Regions from separate parts of the Rattus norvegicus genome. Here region 1 is linked to region 2. The links are chromatin contacts, called in public Hi-C maps. All regions are on one chromosome and are shown on one strand. The core of a region is the stretch at or near the end of the contact, and the rest is flanking DNA. Distances in the headings are between cores, read along the strand shown.

Region 1 (5,876 bases), core at 54-2,553, 58 kb after region 2:
CCAAAAGGCCCAATGGACTCCGTAGCGGTCCCGGGCAAGCCTGGAAAGGTGCAGAGATCCGAGCCGCTCCCTGCGCTGGTCCGCCGTCCCACCTCGCCTGTCCCCAGCAGAACTGGCGCTTGGTAACACCCCGCGGCCAGTCCCGGGCGAGCCTTCCCCGAAAGGGGCGCGCCTTCGTCGCTCCGGGTTGCTACAAGAGTCCTGGAGTTAAACTTTCAGCCAATAAAAAAGGGCATGGGGAGTGACGCACAGGAACGTCACGGGAATTCCCCCCCTCGGGGGGCCGAAAGGGGCTTTCCCGGCTGGAGCCCTACTGCTGGAGAGGAGCAACGACCGGTCCAGGGAAGGGCTCGGAAAGAAGTCGGAACCAGAGCCGCCACCACGGTGAGTGGCTGGATTCAGAACCCTGAGTGTCCAGGGAATGGAGAGGGAGGGAAGGGACACTTTAGATGACAGTCTGGGGCTGGACGCCACCTCCAGTGAGTGCGCACAGGAACAGAACACTTTGCTACACATCATCGACACGTATGCCTGCCCTTAGCCCGCCTGCGCACAGCCGGCCGGTGTCAGCCCTGCACACGCACTCGCGGGCAGAAGGGCACCAGTGCACCGGTGCCTGCACACGGACATCCAGACGTGCACGGACGTGTGCCCACACTGAGCAGCTCAAGAACTCACCTGTGTGGACGAATGCTCACTTGCACGTGCCACGTTGCCACCACTCGCACTCACCAGGCACACAAGACATTAGGGATGAAACGCACATTCCTGTAGCGGACACACGCGCAATACACATGGCTTTGGGATTGGGGTCGCCGGGGAGGGCGGAATGCGACCGGTTGCCTGGCCACCCAGAGCAGGTGCAGCGGGAGAATCCGGGAAGCTAAGACGTTCCGGAGTCTCCGGAGACCGTGAAGGGGGAAACTCCTTCCCCCCACCCAGCGGCCCGAATCACATTCTCTGGGCAGAACCCCCGGAGGCCCCACTGCAAGAGCCCCCGCCTACGGGCCATTCGGAAAAGGGGCCTCCGACGGCAGGAATGTCCCCACAAAAGCCCCTAGGTGAATCAGCCGTGTCCTCCACACTGGCTGAAAATCCCAAGGTTGCTCCAGGCTGCGGAGAGGGGGCGAGGCCGGCTAGGCCTCGACTGAGCCCCAGGGGCTGCAGCGGCTGCTGGGGAACCAGGAACAGCCTGGGCCTCCCGCCCCTCCCGCCGCGGGGGCGGGGCCCCGGCGTCATTTCCAGGCCCGCCCCCTCCGGCTCCGCCTCCCCCTGGTATTTTCGGGACTTTCCTAAGAGCACTAACTTTCTGCCCCTTCCCCGGCCCAGCCCCGATCCGGATCTCGACCTCCACCGGATCTTTCCCGCCACGCCCGGACGGGCGGCTGGAGGAGATCAGACCCTCCCCCAGATCTGAACCCCCCTCTCCTGCCCACCCCTATCCTGAGCTCTTCCCCTCTTCCCCCTCCTGTGCCTCTCTTCACCTTAGGCGGGCGTCTGAAACTCTGGGAAGCTGAACCGGGCCGAAGCCAAAAGACACAGCAGGGCCTAGCCCAGAAATATGGACCGTTGCTACGATCCAGTAAGTCACACTGCCTGACCCTGAAGGCGGCTGGTGCCGTCTGTGTCTGTATTGGACGCTCCTCCACTCCCTACTTCTGCACGGCTTCAAATTCCCCTAGTCTGTCAGTCTGTGCTGTCTGCAAACCCTGCCCAGAAAGGAGCTTCCTCATAGCTTGAAGAGGAGTCCTAGGAGTGACTGCAGAGGGCTTAAGGGGGGTGTGTGGGGGAGTGGGTGTGGGTTGAATCAGCTGCCACCTTCTCCGTCTATAAACCAGGGTTTGGATGGCATCCCTGAATATGATGATTTTGAATTCAGCCCCTCCATTGTGGAGCCCAAGGATCCAGCCCCAGAGACAGGTCAGTAAGTCTTTGGCCTCCCAGTGTCTGCAAACCTCGCGTGTTCCCTGGGGAGGCCCCACTGAGGGATGGTCTTAGATACCCCCCCCCCACGCTCAGCAAGGCCCCTCTATTTCCAGCTGATGGCCCCTATCTGGTGATTGTGGAACAGCCTAAACAGGTGAGTGAACAACAGAGATGTGATGGCTTCAGCTCTGGGGACACGTGGGGTGGTTATAACTGTCAATTGCTGCTATTTTGGGGGGTTATAAGGAAATATACAGGAGAGACACTATTGGTCATTGTGGTCAGTGTTAGCCAGTAGTTACCATGTGGGGGTGGCAGGGGGGAGTTGCCTCTCCTGATCACAGTGTCTCTTCCATGGAACCTTCAGCGAGGCTTCAGATTTCGATATGGCTGTGAAGGCCCCTCCCATGGAGGTCTGCCAGGTGCCTCCAGTGAGAAGGGCCGGAAGACCTATCCTACTGTCAAGGTGAGCTCGGATGATGACGCTGGAGGGTAGGAACGGGATATCCGCGCTACGACTGATGATGATCCTTTACCCTTCTCAGATCTGTAACTACGAGGGGCCGGCCAAGATTGAGGTGGACCTGGTGACACACAGTGACCCACCCCGTGCACATGCCCACAGTCTGGTGGGCAAGCAGTGCTCTGAGCTGGGGGTGTGTGCCGTGTCTGTGGGACCCAAGGACATGACTGCTCAGTAGGTGTTTCCGCCCGTGGCCCCCAGTGGGATGCTCACTGCCTGGCAGTCTCAGGTCTCAGCCTACCTGTGTGATTAACACACAAAGGGGGAGATGTACCTCGGCCCCAGAACCCCCAGGGCTCAGCTATAAACAGTTTCCTTGGAGGACAGAGCCCGAATGAGTCTGGCCATGTGCAGGGGTCAGGGGTGAGGGGAGGGGCGCTGCCTCAGAAGGAAAAAGCTTCATGGTCAAAGCCCTCTGACCCCTCCTTGCCCTCTCCAGATTTAATAATCTGGGTGTCCTGCATGTAACCAAGAAGAACATGATGGAGATTATGATTCAGAAACTCCAGAGGCAGCGGCTCCGCTCCAAGCCTCAGGGCCTTACAGGTGTGGTAGCAAGGGATGGCCGGGAGGTGTTTCGAGAGGAGCCGGGGAAAGGAGCTCAGAGCTCACACCACGTTGCCCCATCCAGAGGCCGAGCGCCGGGAGCTGGAGCAGGAGGCCAAGGAGCTGAAGAAAGTCATGGATTTGAGCATTGTACGGCTACGCTTCTCAGCTTTCCTTCGAGCTAGTGATGGCTCCTTCTCCCTGCCCCTGAAGCCTGTGATCTCCCAGCCCATCCACGACAGCAGTGAGTATTCTGCAGGGTGCCAAGTGTGGGTTCCCAAAGGAGCACTGGCGATACCTCCAAGCTATGGGGTTTGGCCCTGCTATGTTCGTGTTGGGTGAGTGGTCGTAAGCAAATCTGAGTGTTGTTTCCGAGTTGGTTAATGAGAATACTGTGGTTCCTGAAGTTTGATAATGATGACAATGACCTTGCCAAGCCTCCAATCCCATCAATGTGTCCCCAACCCATCCCCCACCTTATAGAGTCTCCAGGGGCCTCAAACCTGAAGATTTCCCGAATGGACAAAACAGCAGGTTCCGTGCGCGGTGGAGACGAAGTTTATTTGCTTTGCGATAAGGTGCAGAAAGGTGAGGCAGAAGCCCTCTCTGGGAGGTGGAAACATTGGCTGTAAGGCTTAGGGGCCAGGGCAATTTCGGAATGAATGCACTGGCCTGCAGGTTCTCCCTGTGGCTAAGCGTCACTTTTCTCTGTAGATGACATTGAGGTTCGTTTCTATGAGGATGACGAGAACGGATGGCAAGCCTTTGGGGACTTCTCTCCCACAGACGTTCATAAACAGGTACTGAGGAACTAGGGCCTGTCTTGGAGACAGAGCTATGAAGAGGCCTCACTGACACCATGTTGCTCTCCCACCCTCCACCCCAGTATGCCATTGTGTTCCGGACACCGCCCTATCACAAGATGAAGATTGAGAGGCCTGTAACGGTGTTCCTGCAGCTGAAACGCAAGCGTGGGGGCGATGTCTCCGACTCCAAACAGTTCACGTATTACCCTCTGGTGGAAGGTGGGTCAGGTGGGGCTTCAGCATTCCCAAAGACTGGACAGAGCAAGGCCGGCCTGGAGGTGGCCTAGAGTTGGCTCCCAGGAGCCGGCTTGAGGAATCTAGGGTCTGACCCATATTGGGTTTTAACTCCCCGATTCTCTTTCCCCCTAGACAAGGAGGAAGTACAGAGGAAGCGGAGAAAGGCCTTGCCTACCTTCTCCCAGCCCTTCGGGGGCGGATCCCACATGGGTGGAGGTTCTGGGGGCTCCGCTGGGGGTTATGGAGGCGCTGGAGGAGGTGAGCAGGTGTCCGTGGCAGGGAAAGGGGTGGAGGAGATAAGGCGAAGTTAGAAGAGAAATCTGGGAGAGTCCTGGCTAGCACCTCACAGCCTTCCCCATGCCCACAGGTGGCAGCCTCGGCTTTTTCTCCTCCTTCGCCTACAGCCCCTACCAATCCGGTGCAGCCCCAATGGGCTGCTTCCCGGGTGGGGGAGGTGGAGCGCAGATGGCCGGCTCTGGACGGGACGCGGAGGCTGGCGAGGCAGAGGAGCAGCCCAGAGCACCCTCCGAGGCCCCCCAGAGCGAGCAGCAGGCCCTGGACACGCTGCAGCGAGGTAGGTCTTAGGAACTCTGGGGGACGGGCGTGCACCAGGCTGGGGGTCTGGCCCGCACCCACGCGCCCTGTCGTCCCTAGCTCGCGAGTACAACGCGCGCCTGTTCGGTCTGGCGCAGCGCAGCGCCCGAGCGTTGCTGGACTACGGCGTCACCGCGGACGCGCGTGCTCTGCTAGCGGGACAGCGCCACCTGCTGATGGCACAGGACGAGAACGGAGACACGTAAGCAACCACCACAGGACCGACGTCTGTGGGACCTCCAGTGGCTGGGATCTTCTGCTCCCAGGTCTAGAGGTTCAGGTAGAGGAATCTGCAAAGAGCTGAACCCTGGGGTTGGACAGATCTGGTCTCAGGTCCTCGCTGTTTTCTAGATATTTACTTACTCTCTCTGACCTTCAATATTATTAGCTATGAAGAGGCACAATAGCAAGGCGTGACAAAAGATTAAGATGGTGGCATACAGGTTTCAAGGGGCCTCAGTAAGGGAGACAGTGGAGTGTGGAGTTTTGAGGGCATATGATGCTCTGGGTGACTGGGTTTCTGAGGTCAAAAGTCTCACTCTCCACCCCCAGGCCGCTGCACCTGGCCATTATCCATGGGCAGACTGGTGTCATTGAGCAGATAGCCCAAGTCATTTATCATGCTCAGTACCTTGGGGTCATCAACCTCACCAATCACCTGCACCAGGTAAGGGGGGAAGCCTTTGGGGAGAAGTCGTAGGCAGGGAGGCCAAAGCTGGAGTGGGCTTGGCTCACTCTGCCTTTCTCCTCAGACACCTCTGCACCTGGCAGTAATCACTGGGCAGACACGGGTGGTGAGCTTCCTGCTGCAGGTGGGTGCAGACCCCACACTGCTGGATCGCCATGGTGACTCAGCTGTCCACTTGGCTCTCCGGGCAGGTGCTGCAGCCCCAGACCTGCTGCAGGCAGTGTTGCACAGTGGAGCCCACGCTCTGCCCCAAATGTTACACATGCCTGATTTTGAGGGTAAGTTTGCCACCTCCTCCCGTTCTGGGGACAAAGGTGGGAACCAAGGAGTGTATGTGATCAATAAACAGGAGTGGAGGTTGCCTGTCAGCATTTGCCCGGAGGGAGGGTCAAAGCTGCAGGCTGACTGTGCTATTCTCTAGGACTATACCCAGTACACCTGGCGGTCCATGCCCGAAGCCCTGAGTGCCTGGATCTGTTAGTTGACTGTGGAGCTGAAGTGGAGGCAGCAGAGAGGCAAGGAGGCCGAACCCCACTGCATCTAGCCACAGAGATGG
Region 2 (6,377 bases), core at 2,584-5,083:
GTGATGCCCCTTCATGTCAGGACAGTTAGCAGACTGTGTGCTCTGGGGAGGAAGGGAGGAAGGGAGGAAGGGAGGGAGGGAGAGATAGAGGGAGGGAGGGAGGGAAGAAGGAAGGAAGAGGAGAGAGAGAGTGGTTAGGACTTTTCCAAGATTACAAACTGTCACTGTAACTGGAGGCTGTTTCGCCTTTTGCTTATTTCAGGCTTCCTTTTCATTGGGGGACTAAAACCAGGTTTTCCTCACTCCCGGGAATTTCTTTAGTTATATTATCTGTAACAAGGTAAAACTCACCTGTGTGTCACTGAAGAAATGATGAAATGGATATAGAAAATTAACTCATGCTATTTGGTTATATTAAGTAAGTATTATTAGTTTCTTTCCTTTTTTTATTTTGTTGTGTTTTTGAAACAGTGGACTGCTGTGTAGTCCTGGCTGGCCTGAAACTTGCTTTGTAACTGAGGCTTCCTTCAAACATGTAATGATTTTCCTACTTCTGCCTCCTGAAAACTGGGATTAGAATATGAATCATCCAAGCTTAAGAGATGCCACCGAAGGGGAAAAGTGGTTCTGGAAAAGGAGGGAAAGGAAGTACAGCCTCTGGGGGTGACAATGCTGACAAGTCTCAGGGTCCTAAAGGTGGTGGCAATTCAGTAAAGGTCAGACACATTCTGTGTGGAAAAACATGGGAAAATCATGGAAGCCATGGAAAAGTTTAAGTCTGGGATGAGATCCAGTGAAGTGTCCACACAATACAGCAAGGATACAGCCAGACAAGGGGGTGACTTGGGTTGGATGACCGGAGGATCCATGGTGGGGCCATTTCAAGAAGCAGCCTTTGCCTTGCCTGTAAGTGGGATGGATAAGCCTGTGTTTACAGACCCACAGGTAAGACAACATTTGGATATCATATTATTATGGTTGAAGGAAGAAAATAAATCACATGAAAGACTGAAAAAAAAAAAGAATGTGAGTTGTCACACCTGATGCCCGACTCTTGTTAATGTTTTTGATTATGCTCAAGTGCTGAGAATGTAGCTCACTGGAAGATAGTTGCATAGCATATGCAGTGTCCTGGACTCAATCTCATGCATACACACAACAGTAATGACGCAGTATTCCTTATGACAGAAAACTCACCATTCTAATAATCCTTTATTTTAGGGGGAAGAAGTTTGACCCAAACAAAAAGACCTCTAACTTCATTCAACAGACAAAAATGAACTCTCGCCAGGATTTTTTTGTTAGTGTCTTTTCATTTTTGATTTGTGTGTGTTTGTTTTTCTTGCAGAACTCTCAGAGATTGAGCCAAATGTATTCCTTCGTCCATTTCTGGAAGTCATTCGCTCTGAAGACACCACTGGTCCTATCACCGGCCTGGCACTCACCTCTGTCAACAAGTTCCTGTCCTGTGCACTCATAGGTGAGCGCTTATGCTTTGTGACACCTGCAGCATTCCATGTCCTGCTGCACAGGCCTTAAACCATCAGTCCCTTTCCTAGGAGAGACATAGGCTGACTTATTCCTCATCATGCTAATTGACTGGGTTGTCCATGAAGGGAGAGAAGAGAGGAGATTGCCTGGACTCTAGTTTCCACCACACTTTGGAGAGTTAAGAATGTGGTACCCTTGATGGTTTAGTTTGCCCTTTTTGAAAATTACTTTTTTTTATTTATTTGTATGCAAAGGAGCAGACGTTTCTAAAATTACAACAGGGAAGCTGGGAGAGGGGACATGCACACAGAAGGGTATCCACATGGAGGTCAGAGGACAATTTGTGGCTAGGTTTTCTTCTCCCATCATTAATTAGGCTTGACAGCAAGTTCCTTTACGCACTGAGCCATCCATCCCCACCTCCTGTGGTTTGCCTTATTTTCCAATTTGTGCTTATTGTAAGAAAACTACATTAGAAATGTCTGAAATAAAGGTCTCTCCTCTCTCTTAGCGCCAGAGTCTCTAAGTAAATGGTGTTGAGGACATGCCTTGATTGCACTTATCCTTTTCTTAATGCACATAAATATGAACTCCCCCCCCCCCCCATGCACATACTCATCTTAAGACGGGTCTTTCTTTGTTGCCTGGAACTTCTTTAAGTTCTCCTGCCTCAGCCTCCCAAGTACTGGATATAGACAGTTATCTTTTTTTTAAAGATTTATTTATTCATTTTATGTGTATGTGCATGTACTTGAGTGTGTGTAGGGGTACCATGTGTATGCAGGTGCCCACAGAGGTCAGAAGAGGGTGTCAGATTCTCCTGACACTAGTTATGGTCATTTACGAGAAGCCCCATCTTGGTGCTGGGAACTGAACCTGAGTTGTCTGGAAGAGCTATCTCTCCAGCCTGATTATCCCCCCACACACACTTTTTTTTAAGTGGGAGGGAGGGTATTGTACTACATATTTTCTGTATTTCACTTAATAGTGCTTATTTGATTACACATATAATTATATAGCTGATTTATTCTTTTCATTGTAGGAAAACATTCTCTCTCTCTCTCTCTCTCTCTCTCTCTCTCTCTCTCTCTCTCCCTCACACACACACACACACACACACACACACATTTTACCTTTTAATTTTTTTTTTTTTAAGACAGAGTCTCATGCAGCACAAGGTGGCCTCAGACGCAGTCACTATGTAGAATGGCCTCTTGTGTAGAATGGACTCTGTGGATTTTAGTTCTCCCTGCCTTTACCTTCCCATTCTGGGATAAGAACCCTTTTTCTACCACATCCAGTTTTGTGAAGTGTTAGGATCAAAACAGTGGCTTCATGAATTCTAGGCAAGCAGTCTACATGCACAGCTCCTTTAATCCCATTGAAGTAAAGAATTCAATAGTTTTAGTTATGTCCACCCCATTGTACAACTATTTTTAACAAATATTTCTCAAACTTCTTCATGCCCAAACAGAAACTTTAATTATGAAATAACTCCCCATTTCTCCTCCCCATTCATCTTTGATATAACAGTGTTTTTTATTTAATGTTTACATTATTCTCTCTTTTGAAACCATTATAAATAAGCTGAAATTAAGCATCTGTGTTCCTATGGCCTTATTTATTAATTGTAGTTCTGTATGAAATGTTATAAGGGCTACATTTTATAGATCCCTTCCCTAGTAGGTTAGAACATTTATGTCCCTACTAGCAATGCTCTTGGAGTTTCCATTTCTCCTTGCTGTCTTCAGCCCTGAGTATTACCAGTTTTCTGTTTTGTGTGTGTGCCACTTTGGTGGGCAAAAATGTTGTTTTTATTTCCCGAGATTGAACTGTTGTTTTTCTTTTGTCCCTCTGTTGGATTTAACAGTTGTTGAAGCTTTCTGTACAGTAGGGATTGGAGTCTACTGTACTGGAAAGTGTTGTTCTCAGTCTATTCCTATCGTTGCACCCAGTCTATTTTTTCTATAGTAGGACCTCACACTTGCTAATAAGCAAGGACTCCACCACTGAGTTGTATCCCCTTAGTCAGTTTACGTAAGATGTGCATTTGGATTCCTTATTTTAGTTGATCTTGTCACTTAGAAGTTAAATCCCCACTCCACCCCCATTACAAACCCATTTGAAAAGAGTGAAGAGCAAAGAAAACAGGCAGCCAGCCCTTTTTGTTCCAAAATGGAGAGACAAGGTGAGATGAGGCTGAGGTTCAAGCCAGCCAGAAGCAAATGAATGACCTTTAAGTTCAGGGCGAGAAAACTCTATCTTTTCTAGAAAATTGGATTTACTTAGCTAACTCATTCAGGATTCTGAGCCTTGGGCGTCAGTCAGGTTAGGAGTAGGGAGGGAAGGTCTCAGCCTTTCCAGGCACAGGAGCCTCAGCATACCTTCCCTGAAGACATCAGTCCCAGGACTTGCCACCCTCAGCCTGAGCGCCACCTGCAGGTCATGTCTCTTCACAGCCTCCAGCAGCTGCCCTTCTGGGTCTTTCCCTTTGATCTTTTCTCCTTCCTCTGTCCCCTTCCTGGACTTGGCAAAGAGACTGGTCATTGGAGACCTCAGGCCAGCTGGTCAATGGAGTTTCCTTCGGTGGGAAAGGAGAATGTTGGAGGTGAGGATCGCTGTAGGCATGTGAAAAGGCGTGGAAGGAATGTGCAAGAGCCATAAAGCAAAACACGAAGGCTGGCAAGTCTCTCTGAAACTGGCTACCAAGTGACTAGAAGAGGAGTCTGGCAGAGTACAAGGTCTAATGAGCTCAAGCCAAGGAATCCTTTGTTTCTGCGACCTCCTAGCAGGAACCACCCACTGCCCTCTGGATCCTGCAGCCCAAGGCTTCTGAGATTATTTTCTGCTCCACAGACTGGCCTTTAGTTTGGGCCCGTGCGCCTGTCAGGTCAGGAGTGGTAGCACTGACTGTCCAGCTTACTGGCCCATTCTCCCTGTGATTCGAAGACCGGTCACTATTACCTGCCTTCTTAGGAAATGGACTTTGCTACTTTGTCCAAGGTGAAGGAATGAGAATTCAAAAAGATCTAAAGAATTTAAACCACTTTATCAAGAAATTATTGAAAGAGAAGAAGAAACAAACTCTCAGGAGCCTTGAGATGTGAGCAAGGCTGCTATTCACTGCTGAACTCTGACATGCCAATCAAGACCTAGCTTTCTTAAAGCCCTGAAGTCCTACATAAGGACTTTCAAGCAGGGCTGCAAGAGTATTTAAACAGGGTCCATAAAGAATGGGATTTTCTCTGCTGATTGAGAGAGATGGGAGGATGATAGGAGGAGGGGCTGGGTCACCACATTGTACCCCAAGTCTCAAATGCCTGCCCCCGTGCATGTCTCTGTAGAAGCCACTTGGTACTTAGAAGAGGGTGCTGCAAGTAGGACAGAGTCTTGGGCATGTCAGAGACTAGTGCCAAGAAGACAGAAGAGAAAAAGAAAAAGTACTCACCTTTGATGAAAGTCTTCCTGGCTCATTGTGCAAGAGAAATGCTCAGGTTTCTTGGCAATCCCCCAAACTTTAGGCTCAGGAACTCTGTTAATTTCAGGTACCAAAAAGGGGGAAATTGCCATGTGTGGTGACACATACCTTTAAAGCCCAGCACAGGAGCAGAGATGGGGGACCTGTGAATTCAAGGTTAGTCTGGTCTAGTGAGTTTCAGGCAAGTCAGGGCTACATAGCAAGACCTTGTCTCACAAATGAAGAAAAAGGAGGGAGGGGTGGCAAGATCCGTGTCCTTACTCGTACCACTGGGTCAGGTGGGCTCCTGCTCTCCATGCTCCCTGACCCTCAGCACCGCCTGAGCTTCACTCATGTGCTGCCTTTCTTCCTGCTTACCTCCATGAGCTCACTTTTCAGGACCAAGCACCAGAACCGACCTTCTGCAGGACTCTAGGCCTGGCTGGAGGCAGGTTTGTAGCCTGCTCCTTGTGGCTGTTTGCCACAAGAGTAGAGCAGAGTTTGTCCCTCCACAGATTTTGTTTAGGGTCAGCTTCTCACCTCTTTTCCACATCAAAAATCCTGCCTGCTCCCAGTCCCTAGTCTCCAGTCCCATTCAGTTTGTTTCTTTTTCCCTCCTACAGCCTGATTAGTTAAAGGGACAATATTTTTTTTTAAAGCCAGGTGTGTTTGGCACCTGCTTTATAATCCCAGCACTTGAGAGGCAGAGGAAGGAGGATAAGGAATTCAAGGCCACCCTTAGCTTCACAGTGAGCTCAAGGCCAGCCTAGACTCCATCCTGTCTCTAAAACCAAAAGCTAGCCAACTATATGAAAACAAGTTATTTGGAGGAAGTGGCAAGGTCTCTCTATATTATAGTCCTGGTTGGCTTCAAACTCATAATTCTCCTGCCCCAGCCTGGCAAGTGCTGGATCCCAATGTGTGGCCCCATACCTGGCCTTAGTACCATGATTCTTGCTGAGTGTTGTGAAAGAATGAATGTGAAGAGCCTTGGATCTGGGGTGCCGTGCCACCCAGACAGCAGTACTGGGAGCACAAACCATCTGTTTCCCTCCTTCCCTTATTCAATTGCACCAGAACACACAGCCAAAACAACCAAAGAGAAGTCACATTCAAGATGGGAAGACAAAAGCTGTAACCTTGGCATTCAAAGGTCTGACTCTGCCTGCTCTCTGCTCCTATTTCAAGACCCTTTCACTATGAAATGAGTAGCTTACCACTAATGATTTTTCAAGTGTGTCCCTAGACTAGCAGGATTAACTACCTGAGATCTTAGAAATGCAGGTTCTTAGGCTCTACTGTATCCCTACAAAATCAAAGCTTCTAGGGGCTCAGTTGGTAAAGCATTTGACACACAAACTTGAGGATCTTGAGTTTGGAGCCCTAGTACCCAGTGAAAAGCTGAGCACTGTAATTCCAGCTCTGGAGAGTTGGAAACAGGAGGATCGCTGTGCTCCACGTTTAGTGAGAGACCCTGTCTCAAAAATAA

The links. Hi-C and Micro-C count contacts between places; a contact is called where the count stands out from the background.
Region 1: a contact with region 2 is called in a Hi-C map of kidney, with 1.7 times the contacts expected there. The contact joins the promoter of Nfkb2 here to the enhancer-like site in region 2.

The regions. Positions count from the first base shown.
Region 1 is chr1:255,107,071-255,112,946 of GRCr8, forward strand. It overlaps Nfkb2 (nuclear factor kappa B subunit 2), which reads left to right and starts at 1,304. Exons shown (of 22, transcript NM_001008349.1): 1 at 1,304-1,582; 2 at 1,839-1,920; 3 at 2,040-2,080; 4 at 2,294-2,392; 5 at 2,472-2,623; 6 at 2,889-2,995; 7 at 3,081-3,239; 8 at 3,479-3,583; 9 at 3,710-3,795; 10 at 3,882-4,020; 11 at 4,171-4,296; 12 at 4,406-4,612; 13 at 4,693-4,834; 14 at 5,185-5,299; 2 more. The coding sequence starts at 1,562.
Region 2 is chr1:255,046,773-255,053,149 of GRCr8, forward strand. It overlaps Gbf1 (golgi brefeldin A resistant guanine nucleotide exchange factor 1), which reads left to right. Exons shown (of 40, transcript NM_001191634.1): 4 at 1,289-1,420. It also overlaps the pseudogene Pin4-ps7. Among named protein-coding and RNA genes, the nearest start is that of Nfkb2, 58 kb to the right of the region's middle. Within about 2 kb of position 3,834, at least 2 of the 93 cell types and tissues checked have an H3K27ac peak or open chromatin away from gene starts, as enhancers often do. A contact at or near this core is called in kidney, where this site is marked.